2 separate regions of the Zea mays genome follow, and region 2 is linked to region 1. The links are chromatin contacts, called in public Hi-C maps. All regions are on one chromosome and are shown on one strand. The core of a region is the stretch at or near the end of the contact, and the rest is flanking DNA. Distances in the headings are between cores, read along the strand shown. Region 1 holds the start of LOC103638195 (alpha-mannosidase). Region 2 has its middle 35 kb from the start of LOC109943671.

Evidence for each region. Hi-C and Micro-C count contacts between places; a contact is called where the count stands out from the background.
Region 2: a Hi-C map of ear shows a contact between it and region 1, with 4 times the contacts expected there. The contact joins the enhancer-like site here to the promoter of LOC103638195 in region 1. A contact is called at or near these places in 4 of 25 Hi-C or Micro-C datasets (bundle sheath, ear and leaf).

The regions. Positions count from the first base shown.
Region 1 is chr1:119,499,147-119,504,936 of Zm-B73-REFERENCE-NAM-5.0, reverse strand. LOC103638195 (alpha-mannosidase) reads left to right here and starts at 2,586. Exons shown (of 29, transcript XM_008661190.4): 1 at 2,586-3,163; 2 at 3,250-3,333. The coding sequence starts at 2,957.
Region 2 is chr1:119,741,070-119,746,859 of Zm-B73-REFERENCE-NAM-5.0, reverse strand. No RefSeq gene overlaps it. Among protein-coding and RNA genes, the nearest start is that of LOC109943671, 35 kb to the right of the region's middle. Within about 2 kb of position 3,314, at least 13 of the 20 cell types and tissues checked have an H3K27ac peak or open chromatin away from gene starts, as enhancers often do. A contact at or near this core is called in ear and leaf, where this site is marked.

The DNA of each region.
Region 1 (5,790 bases), core at 1,337-3,836:
CTCGGCCGACCGTTGGCTCACCGGACAGTCCGGTGCACACCGGACAGTCCGGTGAATTATAGCCGTACGTCGCCGGTGAATTCCCGAGAGCGGCCACTTCGCTCGATCCAGTCTGGCGCACCGGACACTGTCCGGTGCACCACCGGACAGTCCGGTGCTCCCAGAATGAGCAGATTCTTGGCTGCTCGAGCCAAGACATTTCCAATTGGATTTTTCCTGTTTCCAGCACTTAGACACAATACATTAGTCCACAAAACAATGTACTAAGTCTGAGAAACATACCTTTATCCTTGGTTTGTACTTTGTCCACCATTTTACATTTAAGCACTTGCTTAGACACTAAATCACCAAAACACTTAGAAATGGCCCAAGGGCACATTTCCCTTTCAACATGTCCGGTGTGCACCGGACTGTCCGGTGCACCATACGACAGTCAGCCACCACCAAACGGCTAGTTTGGTGGTTGGGGCTATAAATACCCCAACCACCCCACATTCAAGTCATCCAAGTTTTCACACTTCCAACCACTTACAAGAGCTAGGCATTCAATACAAGACACACCCAAGTGATCAAATCCTCTCCCAATTCCATAAAAGCTTTAGTGACTAGTGAGAGTGATTTGTTGTGTTCTTTTGAGCTCTTGCGCTTGGATTGCTTTCTTCTTTCTTTGATTCTTTATTGCGATCAAACTCACATGTAATTGAGGCAAGAGACACCAATCTTGTGGTGGTCCTTGTGGGAACTTTGTGTTCCAAGCATTTGAGAAGAAAAAGCTCACTCGGTCCGAGGGACCGTTTGAGAGAGGGAAAGGGTTGAAAGAGACCCGGTCTTTGTGACCACCTCAACGGGGAGTAGGTTTGCGAGAACCGAACCTCGGTAAAACAAATCCTCGTGTCTCACTTCTTATTCGCTCACGATTTGTTTTGCACCCTCTCTCGCGGACTCGATTATATTTCTAACTCTAACCCGGCTTGTAGTTGTGATTATTTTTAAGAATTTCAGTTTCGCCCTATTCACCCCCCCTCTAGGCGACTTTCACGAGCCAGCAAAGGCGAACGCGTGAACGGACGGTCAGCGCTGACAGAGCGGACCCACCGTGCAGCAAGAGAGAATGAGCGCATGCGCGAAAGAATCGGCGCCGACAGGTCGGTCCCACCGAGCAGCACGGAAGAGAGAGGGAGAGAGCGCGTGGACGCGGTCGTCGCTACAGGTGGGACCCACCTGTCAGGCGACGCGGGCGCGCGCGGCCTGGCTAGGCTGGATTGTGCCGAACTGGGCTGAAATGCGCTTTTCTTTTTCCCTGGAATTTCTAATGCCTTTTATTTTTATTTTTCTCTATGGATTTCAAATCAAATTCAAACAAAACTCAAATTCAAACTAATTCAAACATGTGCATCAAACAAAAGAATAATTTAGGCTCAGCATGATGCAACATTTCATGAATCACATAGGGTTTTGATAAAATAAATAATTAATCTCTCACCTAATTGACTTAACTCTAATCAAAAGGAAGAGAGAGGAAGTCTAGAGAGAGAAGAGGTAACACCTGAATTTGGTAGACAATTAGAGAAGAAATTTTATACCCGAAATTAAGGGCGTTACAAACACATTGTGTATTGCAGATATATTAGGTGGTAGCTTTAGCTTATAAGCTACCGATCCACATGCTTCTATGATCTCATGAGATCCAATAGCGAGGGGCTAAATTATCTTTAATCCCGAATCTTTGCACACCTTTGGTGGGTGAGAGTTTAAGATAAACATGATCTTCTACTTCAAACTATAGAGGTTTTCTTCTTTTGTCATGATAGCTCTTTTGCCTGGCTTGAGCAACTTCTAAATTTTTTCTGATTATTCTGACCTTTTCTTCGGCTTCGGTAACCAATTTTGGTCCAAAGATTTCTTTTTCTCCAACCCGTGACCAGTTAAGGGGTGTTCGACAAATGGTGTCATTTTCAAACTAGCTTGATAACTGTTATTGTAGGAGAATTCTACTAGCGATAGACACAGTGTATCACGCAAGCTCTCAACATATCCTCAAGAATATGATTCACTCTCTCTGTTTGGCCATTAGTTTGAGTATGGTATGCTCAGCTTCTAATCAGCTTGGTGCCCAGTGAGTCTTGTAGCTGCTCCCAAAATCTACCACAAATTGAGCTCCCTGATCTGAGATAATTGTCCGAGGTATTCCGTGTAAACACACTATCCGATCGATGTACAACTCTGCATATCTCTTGGTGGGGTATGACGTGTATATAGGGAGAAAATGGGGAATTTTAGTGGCTCCTATTCATATTAGTCGTCTCATTGGTTCTTCATATATTCGTTTTGGATTAAATCGTTTTGGATTAAAGTTAGCTATTCAGAAATACTAGAAGCCGATACGAATTAAAGCCAAATAGTGGTGTTGCTCCCATGCTACGCTGCAGTCTACAGATAAGGATGAAATTGTTTTGTGCCTGCCGGCCGCCCGGCCGGTTCACGTGTCACTAGTCCATAAATCAGTCCGCCGTACACGTACATGTGGACAAGATGCGTTAGCTACCAAAATGGACCAGAATATATACCTTACGATTGATAATAATATAGTCATTGGGCATCGTACCCTGCGCGTATCTCATTTATAAACTTTATTTATTTATGTATTGTAAACAAAATGTCTATCTGTGTGTATATATAAATACGATATACCAAGCCTGTCGCAGCACAAGCCGGTCCCGCTCTTTTGACTGAGGCGGAGCCCAGCCCAGAGCCCACCGTGAGCTCAACGACGCCCACGCCCGGTGCCGGTGCAAACCAAACGCCAACTCCAATCTCCAACTCCAAGAGCGAAGAAACCAATACCCAAACCCAAAGGTTCGTCCGCATTGTCGGCCAGCCAGCTCCCACTCCACTGCCCGTTCCGTTCTGCGCTCGTCATCGTCGGGGCCGGCCGGGCAAGCCATCAGCGGCCGTGATGGTGATGGCGCCGGCGATTCTGCTGGCAGTGCTAGTGCTCGCGGCGGTGGCAGCGGCGACGGCGTCGGCGTTCGCCGTGGCGTCCAACAACGCGACGGTGGTGGCCGGGAAGCTGAACGTGCACCTGGTGCCTCACTCCCACGACGACGTCGGGTGGCTCAAGACCGTCGACCAGTACTATGTCGGCTCCAACAACAGCATCCAGGTATATGCATATCCTGCTTCCTGCGCCGCCATGCTCCGGCCTCAACGGCTTTCTTCTCGGTTCTCACCTGATCCTGGGGGATGCAGGGCGCGTGCGTGATGAACACCCTCGACTCCGTGGTGGACGCGCTCGCCAGGGATCCCGCCCGCAAGTTCGTCGTCGTCGAGCAGGTCAGTGGTGCCTTGACTTGCCGTCTACAAGTCACAGCGCTTGTGTTGCATCGCCCTCCGCTCCTCTGTTTTGTCGCCTCGGCAGTTACAATGCTCGCGTGCTTTCTTTGCAGTCAAAGTTTGGTTCGATACTTGTGCTAGAAAAGATAGTCAGATTCAAGCCAAAACGTGCTTGTACTTGTACGCCATTAATTAATCGATTAGAGTTTCAAGTTTTCGCCGTCCGTGTGCACATTGTTGGACCACAGTATTTTGATGTGATGACAAGTACAAGAGGACACGGAGGGTGCACGTCATTTGGATTCAACCCGTGGTCTGCTTTCTCTGCTGACTGCTTCTGCTTCTGTTTTGTTCTATGACCTAGTCTATATCGACATCGATCAAATATAGATAGCTTCAACTCATCTTTTTTTTTTACCTCCGGTCCAGACCATTCATTGTGGTCCTAGAAGCTTTCAGCCTTTGACCCACACACGCACCAAAACAAAGGGAAGAAGAAGATGCAACCTTCTCGTGTGTGACTGATCCATATTCCATACCATACTTCTGCACCGTTGTACTTTCCACATTTTCCACCATGAGACGATATGATTCGCTCCACATCGATTTGAGGTTGACAACGATCGTTTGATTGCTCCACTGCAGACCAATCGAATTTTTTTTTGAAACGAACCAGTAGGAGATCTGCCCGTTATATTAAAAAGAGGGGAGCCCAAGGACGAGGTTTAAAATACAAGGACACCCCACAAAACTATGACTAAGCCAAAAACACAAACTCAAAATGCGTAGAAACTTCCTGTGGAAAGGGGGCAATCCAGAAGCCTGCAGCGGGGGGCACTGCCTCATCAACTGGCCCCTAACTTGCCTCCCAAAGGACAAGGGAGGACTTGGTGTGCTGGACCTTGATCGTTTTGCGAGGGGGCTAAGATTAAGATGGTCGTGGCTACGTTGGAAGAGCAAAGATAGGGCGTGGGCTGCCTTGAAGCTTCCTTGTGACAAAACTGATGAAGATCTCTTCAACGCTTCCACAACTGTCACGGTAGGCAATGGAAAGGTGGCTGAATTCTGGAAGTCTAGTTGGATTCAAGGCCAGGCCCCTAAGAACATTGCGCCTTCATTGTTCAAGAAGACCAAAAGGAAGAACATCACAGTGGCCAAAGCGCTCAATAACAACAACTGGATTCGTCTTTGCTCACCGTATACGGGGGAGGGGGAGTTTGGAGAGTTGATCTCTCTTTGGCGGGCCATAGGTAATATGCATGAGCTTAACGGGCTAGAAGACACCATCTCTTGGAGATGGACGGCAGATGGGCAGTACAGTGCTTGTAGTGCTTATAAAATCCAGTTCGCATCCAATTTCAGTAGTATGAATCTAGGCCCCATTTGGAAGGCTAAAGTGGAACCGAAGTGCAGATTTTTTGCTTGGACTCTTCTCCATAAGAGAATTCTGACGGCCGACAACCTTCAAAAAAGAGGCTGGCCATGTAATCCAGTTTGCTGTCTCTGCAACTCAGCCCCAGAAACAATCCTCCACTTGTGCAAGGATTGCCCCTTTAGTAGAGAGGTGTGGAACAAAGTTTGGATTGGGGCCAACGTCCCTTTGCTGACAGGGTCTTCCAATGACATTTCTTTATATGATTGGTGGATGGAATTGCGCAACCTCTACACCAGACAGACCAGAAGAGGATTCGACGGTCTCCTAATTCATTTTTGGTGGAACCTTTGGCTGGAAAGAAATAACAGAATTTTTCAAAGGCAGCTTCGAAGCGCGGATCAAGTTGCTCTAGCGGTCAAGGATTATGGTAGTATCTGAGGGCTAGTGGGCTTTTTTGGCCCAGTGGTTCTTTTTCTTTTGGTTCGGCTGTTTTTGTTCTTTTCTGTTCTTTTTTGTGGTTTTTCGCCTCCTTTCCCTTAGTTTCCTTGGAGTCTGTATTTATCTTTCCCTTCTAATATAGATCGGAGCGGCAATCCTTTTGCCCCTCCCTTTCAAAAAAAAACAAGACTAAACTAAAAGGAGACTAGGAGAAAAGCAAATCTCAAACACACAAAACTAAAGAGAGGCTAGGAGATTAGCCAGCTGGTTGGCTCCTGCACGTATCCAGGTCGATGCCTCAAATACAATAGATGTGAGAATCTGAGCACATGTGGAGGACTTGTGGTCGAAAATCCTAACATTTCTCTCACGCCAGACGGTCTAATTCACTAAAATTAAGAGGCTTCTCAAGCCTTTCCTGTTGCAATCTTGAGTTGTAGGTAGGGACATCCACCATTGTAGGAAAGACTCACTGCGGTCCCAGTTACTTGGACTAAGACCCTCCATCGCTACCCATATAGCCACCTCTCCCCAAATCCGCTTGGTACTCAACTAAGAGATGCAATCCTGACTCCAAAGTTTGCCCACACAATGCACAGGCAGCGTTGTGGGGCCAATCCCTCTTCGCAAGACGATCCGCTATC
Region 2 (5,790 bases), core at 2,065-4,564, 240 kb before region 1:
AAATAGTTTCTAGTGTATGATTACTTATTAGAAGATGTTCTTATACATTTCAACAAAAGATAATTTATAGAAGAATCTTTTATTGAATCTTTATTATAAAACTTTTATTTTAGGAGACGTGACTTCAAAAGTTATGGGAATTCTAAAAAAATTCTAATTCAAGATCTTTGGAAATTTTTTTACCTAATTCTCAAAATGAGATTTTGAGGTGTTACAAATCCTACCCCCCTTAACAGAAATCTCGTCCCCGAGATTTGTAAGAAAAGGGATATAATAGGTTTGGTTTAGAATTTTAGTTTCTCATTGGATTTTGGAAATCAAAGTTTTGTTCAAGTTTTTACATAACAATTAGTAGACGATTTGGAACATATGGATATTGTATGTCTAGCCATCTATTAGGTCAGATGAGGTACGATTATGGCAAGTAGGGGTTGTGGCAAGGGTATAGTAAGGAAAGACTTCATCCTAAACTCTGGACCTTGATTCTTCTGGCGATCCAACTTGATCTTTGAATAATTGAGTTGATGCTTATCCTCCTTTGACTTGGTTGGTCTTCTTTGGCCTTTATTCTTGGAGTTGTCATCCGAGTTAAGGACATATGGCTAAGGATATATGGTTAGGATAGCCGGGGTACATGAGGTAGTTCAGTTTAAACAGAGTTTTACTTTGCTTTTGGGATATCTAGATTAGGCAGCCTATGATGTAGGTTAGGTTGTTGTTTACGGACGAGTTAGTCCAAGGTATTAATTTAGGGTAAGATATGTTTATAGAATTAGGGCATAGTTTATGTCGCCAACATTATCTAACTTATTTAAGTAACTCAATTTGGATTAGATCATGTTAGATTAGATGGGATCTAGATCAGATTGGAATAGGATACAATCTTTCCAAGATAAGATGAATCTATTAAAATAAAAGATAATCTTTTAAGATAAGATGGATCTATCAAGATAAGAGAGAATCTTTTAAGTTAAGAGGGATCTATTTAAAGTAGATACACTTTAATGGAGGATAATCTAGATTTTTTTATCTTATGAATTTTATTTATTTGTATTTATGCCTATATGTATATGCAGATGTAATTGTGGACATTACTCCACAACTCATCACACTCAATCAAAGATCCAAATCAGACAAGTATCATAAGAACAAACACTCAAGCGTATAGATACCTAAAAAAATAGTTTTGTTTTTGTTCCTAAGATTAGGTCGCCCATTCCTAAAAGTCACTTTAGGTACAGGATTTCAAAGTACGAAATCCACATTTGTCTTTAGAATGAAAAGGTAAGAATAATCAGAGTAAAGCGGCATTAGATGAGAATAGATTAAGGTAAGTTTAGAAAGAATCAGAGTGGCAAAGGTAAGTAAGTATTGGTTGTCCAGTTCTATCTAGGTTTCGTCCTACAGTCAACATTCCTCTGATACCACTTCTGTCACACCCGGATTTTAGGGGTCCAAAATCCGGGCGCGAACATAATCACCAGGTGTGCTAGGACCAAGTCTCACACATATGATGAATCATGGCATAGGATCGAATGTCACATCTTTACTACATAACAGGAGTTCTATACAAAATAAATAGATAATTACATTATAAGGAGACAACGGTCCAGCAACCCAAAGTTGACTGGGAGACGACGGCCTAGATCTCTCACGAACTCATCGCAGCATCCTCCATGCGCCTCATCCTGTGGTACCTGTTCTTGACCTGTGGGGGGGTGTGAGACAGCAAGAGTGAGCTCACATACGTTCATCGCTCAACAAGTTGTGGGGAATAATGTGCATGAACCCGCCAAAGGTGGGAGCTCATGAAGTGTAAGGCTTACCAAAGAGGATGGTTGAAGCTGAGCATTGCTTTTAAAGTTGGTCAAAATTTTATTAGCAATTACTAAGTATAAGTAAATACCAACCCAATTTAAGTAGTAGAACAAAAGTAACAACATCACCTGCGATGCAATGCATATGACAAATTGAATTTAAGTTCCATAAATTAATCATGTGAGGGTCCGAGCTGCTCATGACCGTGAGCACGGCTAGTATACCAGTTTTACACTCTGCAGAGGTTGCGCATCTTTACCCACAAGTCATGTTACCCATCTGCCAAGGGATCGCGACTTCCCATACATCTCTACCGAGGAGGCGAGGCAGGGTAACACTACGAGGCCTTTACAAAGTTCCACTAGCTTCAGAAAACCCGCTACAGTTTATAGGAAGCTCCAATGCAGGGTTCTTTCCTGACCGCCATCGCAGCAAAATCAACCAAGGACCTCCCTACACTGACCACTCCCCTACTGCCCTTGCCCCTTTCGGGTAAGGTAGTCTTCCACTAGCTTTCCTAATTAATCAGCCAAGGGCGTCCATAAACCCTTGTGGTCGCACTGTTTTCCCGGGTGGTCGCTCCATGTTCCAATTAACATAATGATCTTATCATGAACAGTAAATAACAACGGATAACAAAGGTATAATCATGAATAATGTATCTTCATACCCAAAACCACATAAAGCACTAGCAAGTACTACCCAAAAAGTTCAGTGGTAAACAAGGTATAAAGATAGACAAACTAGGGTGACCTATTGGGTCCCATCAAAATTAACCTATGCAGATCATTATGATTAATTAGAACATGAGTGGGTAAAAAGAAGTGATCAAGGGCACAACTTGCCTGGGACGTGAGATTCCAGGTACCAACTTGCTCTTCAGATGACACGTGTCCTCACCGCTAAATGTAGCAATACAGACATACATGGTATAAGCAAAATTAACATCACACCAAACATAAGAACAAAATACATATTAATAATCTACATATTAAAATGAGATCACTGGAACAGGAATTATTTAATTTTAGAGTTATGGATTTTAAGTTATGAATTTCCAAATGTTTCATGTGGTTGATACAGGATTAATTAAGAGATAAATTTTAATGTGGCTTTCATGTCACAACAGTGGCACTATTTGATAAACAACAATATTACAAAATTATAGGAACTAGAATGGGTTAATTTGGACTTAATATGAATTTTATATGAATTAAACGAGTTTCTGGAATTATTTATATACTAAAAAATCAATTTTCGAAATCATTTATTCATTTTTACTAATTTCTGAACTGCGCACAAGTTATCACAAGAGTCCAGGGGCAATAACGCAAAAGTGGCCCAGACTCAAACTATACTGCCGCGGAACTGCGGGTTGTTTTCTGGAAAGTGTAAGGGCTCTTTTGTAAAACGGGTCGGCTGAAGGGGTATGGGTCATCTTGTAGCCGTTGGATTACAATCCGAGTGCTCGGATTAGATTTACCTCACTGATGAACCAGTATTGAATACGGGCCACCGGTTCCGAGATCCATGGTTAACAATTGTCCACGCCGATGATGCACTCTATCCCGTCCGATCCCAATCCGACAGACCAGATCAGGATACACGAAAGGGGTATGCGTGTTCTCATCACAGCCGCACAACCCAGAATCCACGATCCAGCCACCGTCATCCTCCCATCCGCCCGACACCTGGGAGCAGGCACCAGCACGGGGGAAAGCTCGTTGGCGCCGCCACCGCAGCACCGGTAGACAAGGAGGCACGCGGAGAGGCTAGTCTAGAGCCGGCCTTGGTGGATGCCGCCAGCGTCCCGCCCGCCGGTGAGCTTGTTTGCTTGGGCCCGGTCGAGGAGCACCATGAAGCTTCAACGGGTGGGAACGGTGCTGGCGGGGCGAAGTCAAGCAGTTTTTGGAGGTTGGTTCGGATGGTCATGGAGCAGAGGAAGTAGCGGAAGATCATGGAGCAGTCGGTGGGGTCGTTCCCGGGCAGTCTGCGATGGTACGGTAGATGCCCCCGTAGAGCACGGCCGTCGCGCGCGAAGATGCTCACCACCGAGAGGCTATTGCCGTAGCGCAGGGAAGACAGTGCCGGCGCCATCACCTGTTTGGTTCTTCGGCTCCCAGTGCGACGCGTCGATTGTTCCATGGACATCTCCCTCGAACAGCAGCAGAACGGGAGTCGCAGCGTACGCCCTCTCTCTCTCTCTCTTCTATCTCCCATGCGATGGCGCTTGCATGAGGATGCAGAACGCAACGTTTTTTTGGAAGAACTGGGGATTTGGAGGGATGGCTCGGCTGGTCGTATAAATACACCGAAGGTGCCGAGTCCCGGCCGAGGCGGACGTCGGTTAGGTGGTTACAACTGCTCGGTTTGTTACGATCTCTGGATTTTCTGTTGATGTTTGTTTCGCGGCACGAGATGAATAACAACGTGAGCAACAGGAGCCCACGCGCGCTCGCCAACGTGCTGGCTTGAATTTGCATGATGACGTCACTCCTTGCATCAACATGACATAAGCTTCGTCTAGGTGAATAAAGAAAGTGGAAATTCACGTCTCCTATGTGGTACGTCTGGAGTAGTAGTTTTATCCTTTTTTGTTTCTCATTTTCCGATTTCAGTTTTAAATCCCAACTTCAAATTTTTATTCTAGGTTTTAGACTTTGATAAAATTCACAACAAACAGACAAAATATCCAACATGAGATGCAAGTATTCATTTTATTTTATTTATTCATCTATTTATTATCCTACATAAGAAAATGTTTTTGGATATGTAGCACACATATAATTATTTTAAGACAAATAGTTTCTAGTGTATGATTACTTATTAGAAGATGTTCTTATACATTTCAACAAAAGATAATTTATAGAAGAATCTTTTATTGAATCTTTATTATAAAACTTTTATTTTAGGAGACGTGACTTCAAAAGTTATGGGAATTCTAAAAAAAATTCTAATTCAAGATCTTTGGAAATTTTTTTACCTAATTCTCAAAATGAGATTTTGAGGTGTTACAGGCTTTCCCTCTATCTTGTGGGAAGTACTCTGCTCCACTGGATACCCCACACCCCTCTGTACACGGTGCAGTTGTACGAGGAGCATCGAGTGCCACGTTGCAGGGTGTGGCTGACCCTGGAGTTTCACCTTCTGTAGCCTGGGTGGCGTTCCCTAGATTCCGAGACTGTCAGATTCAGGGCGGACGACACCACTGAGACCACAACACTAAAAGCTCTGACAACCTTCTGCGGATATCACCCCCTAGAGATGATGATGCACCCACTTGGACTCTTCCCCGCCGAGAAGAGGGATGACCCAATGTGGTGCAACAGAGTGAGTCACGCAAATGATGTGTGAGCCATGCATCCCGACCAGGTTGGGAGGATCACCGTCCAGTGCATCCTGACTCTGGAGCACTGTACTGCTTGCAGGCCTTGCAAGGCGACGCCATGACACACCTCACTAGGCTCGCTCAGGCTACAAAGATCACCCTCGACAATCGGGAGGACTTCATATCGACTTGTCTTCAAAACTGGTGGAGAAAGACCTATAGGTGGAACAGATGAACCAGCGCATCCTGACTCTGGAGCAGCAGGTGGAAATCCAGGATAACAACATCGATATCCTAGAAATCCAACTCCATGATGTGCAGGAAGAGCTTGCGGAGGCCAACGCTCACCTAGAAATGCACCACCAAGACATGAACCCTAATGAGGTAGGCAGCAAGGGAGAGGAGGATCTCGAGGAAATAGAGCCAGCTTCCGGTCTGAACGTGGCTCCCTTCGGAGTGCCCCCTTCACCTGCATCCAGCATTGTCTCTACCAATCATGGTTAGATGGGTTAGACTTAACATGTTAGGAGAGTGGGAAAACCACGTAAGCTTAGTTTTTGGTACCAACTTTGGAACTAGGCTTTAGGGTGGATCCCCTAATGTGTTGTAACCCAGAAAAAACTTTTATGGACGATGCAATGAAT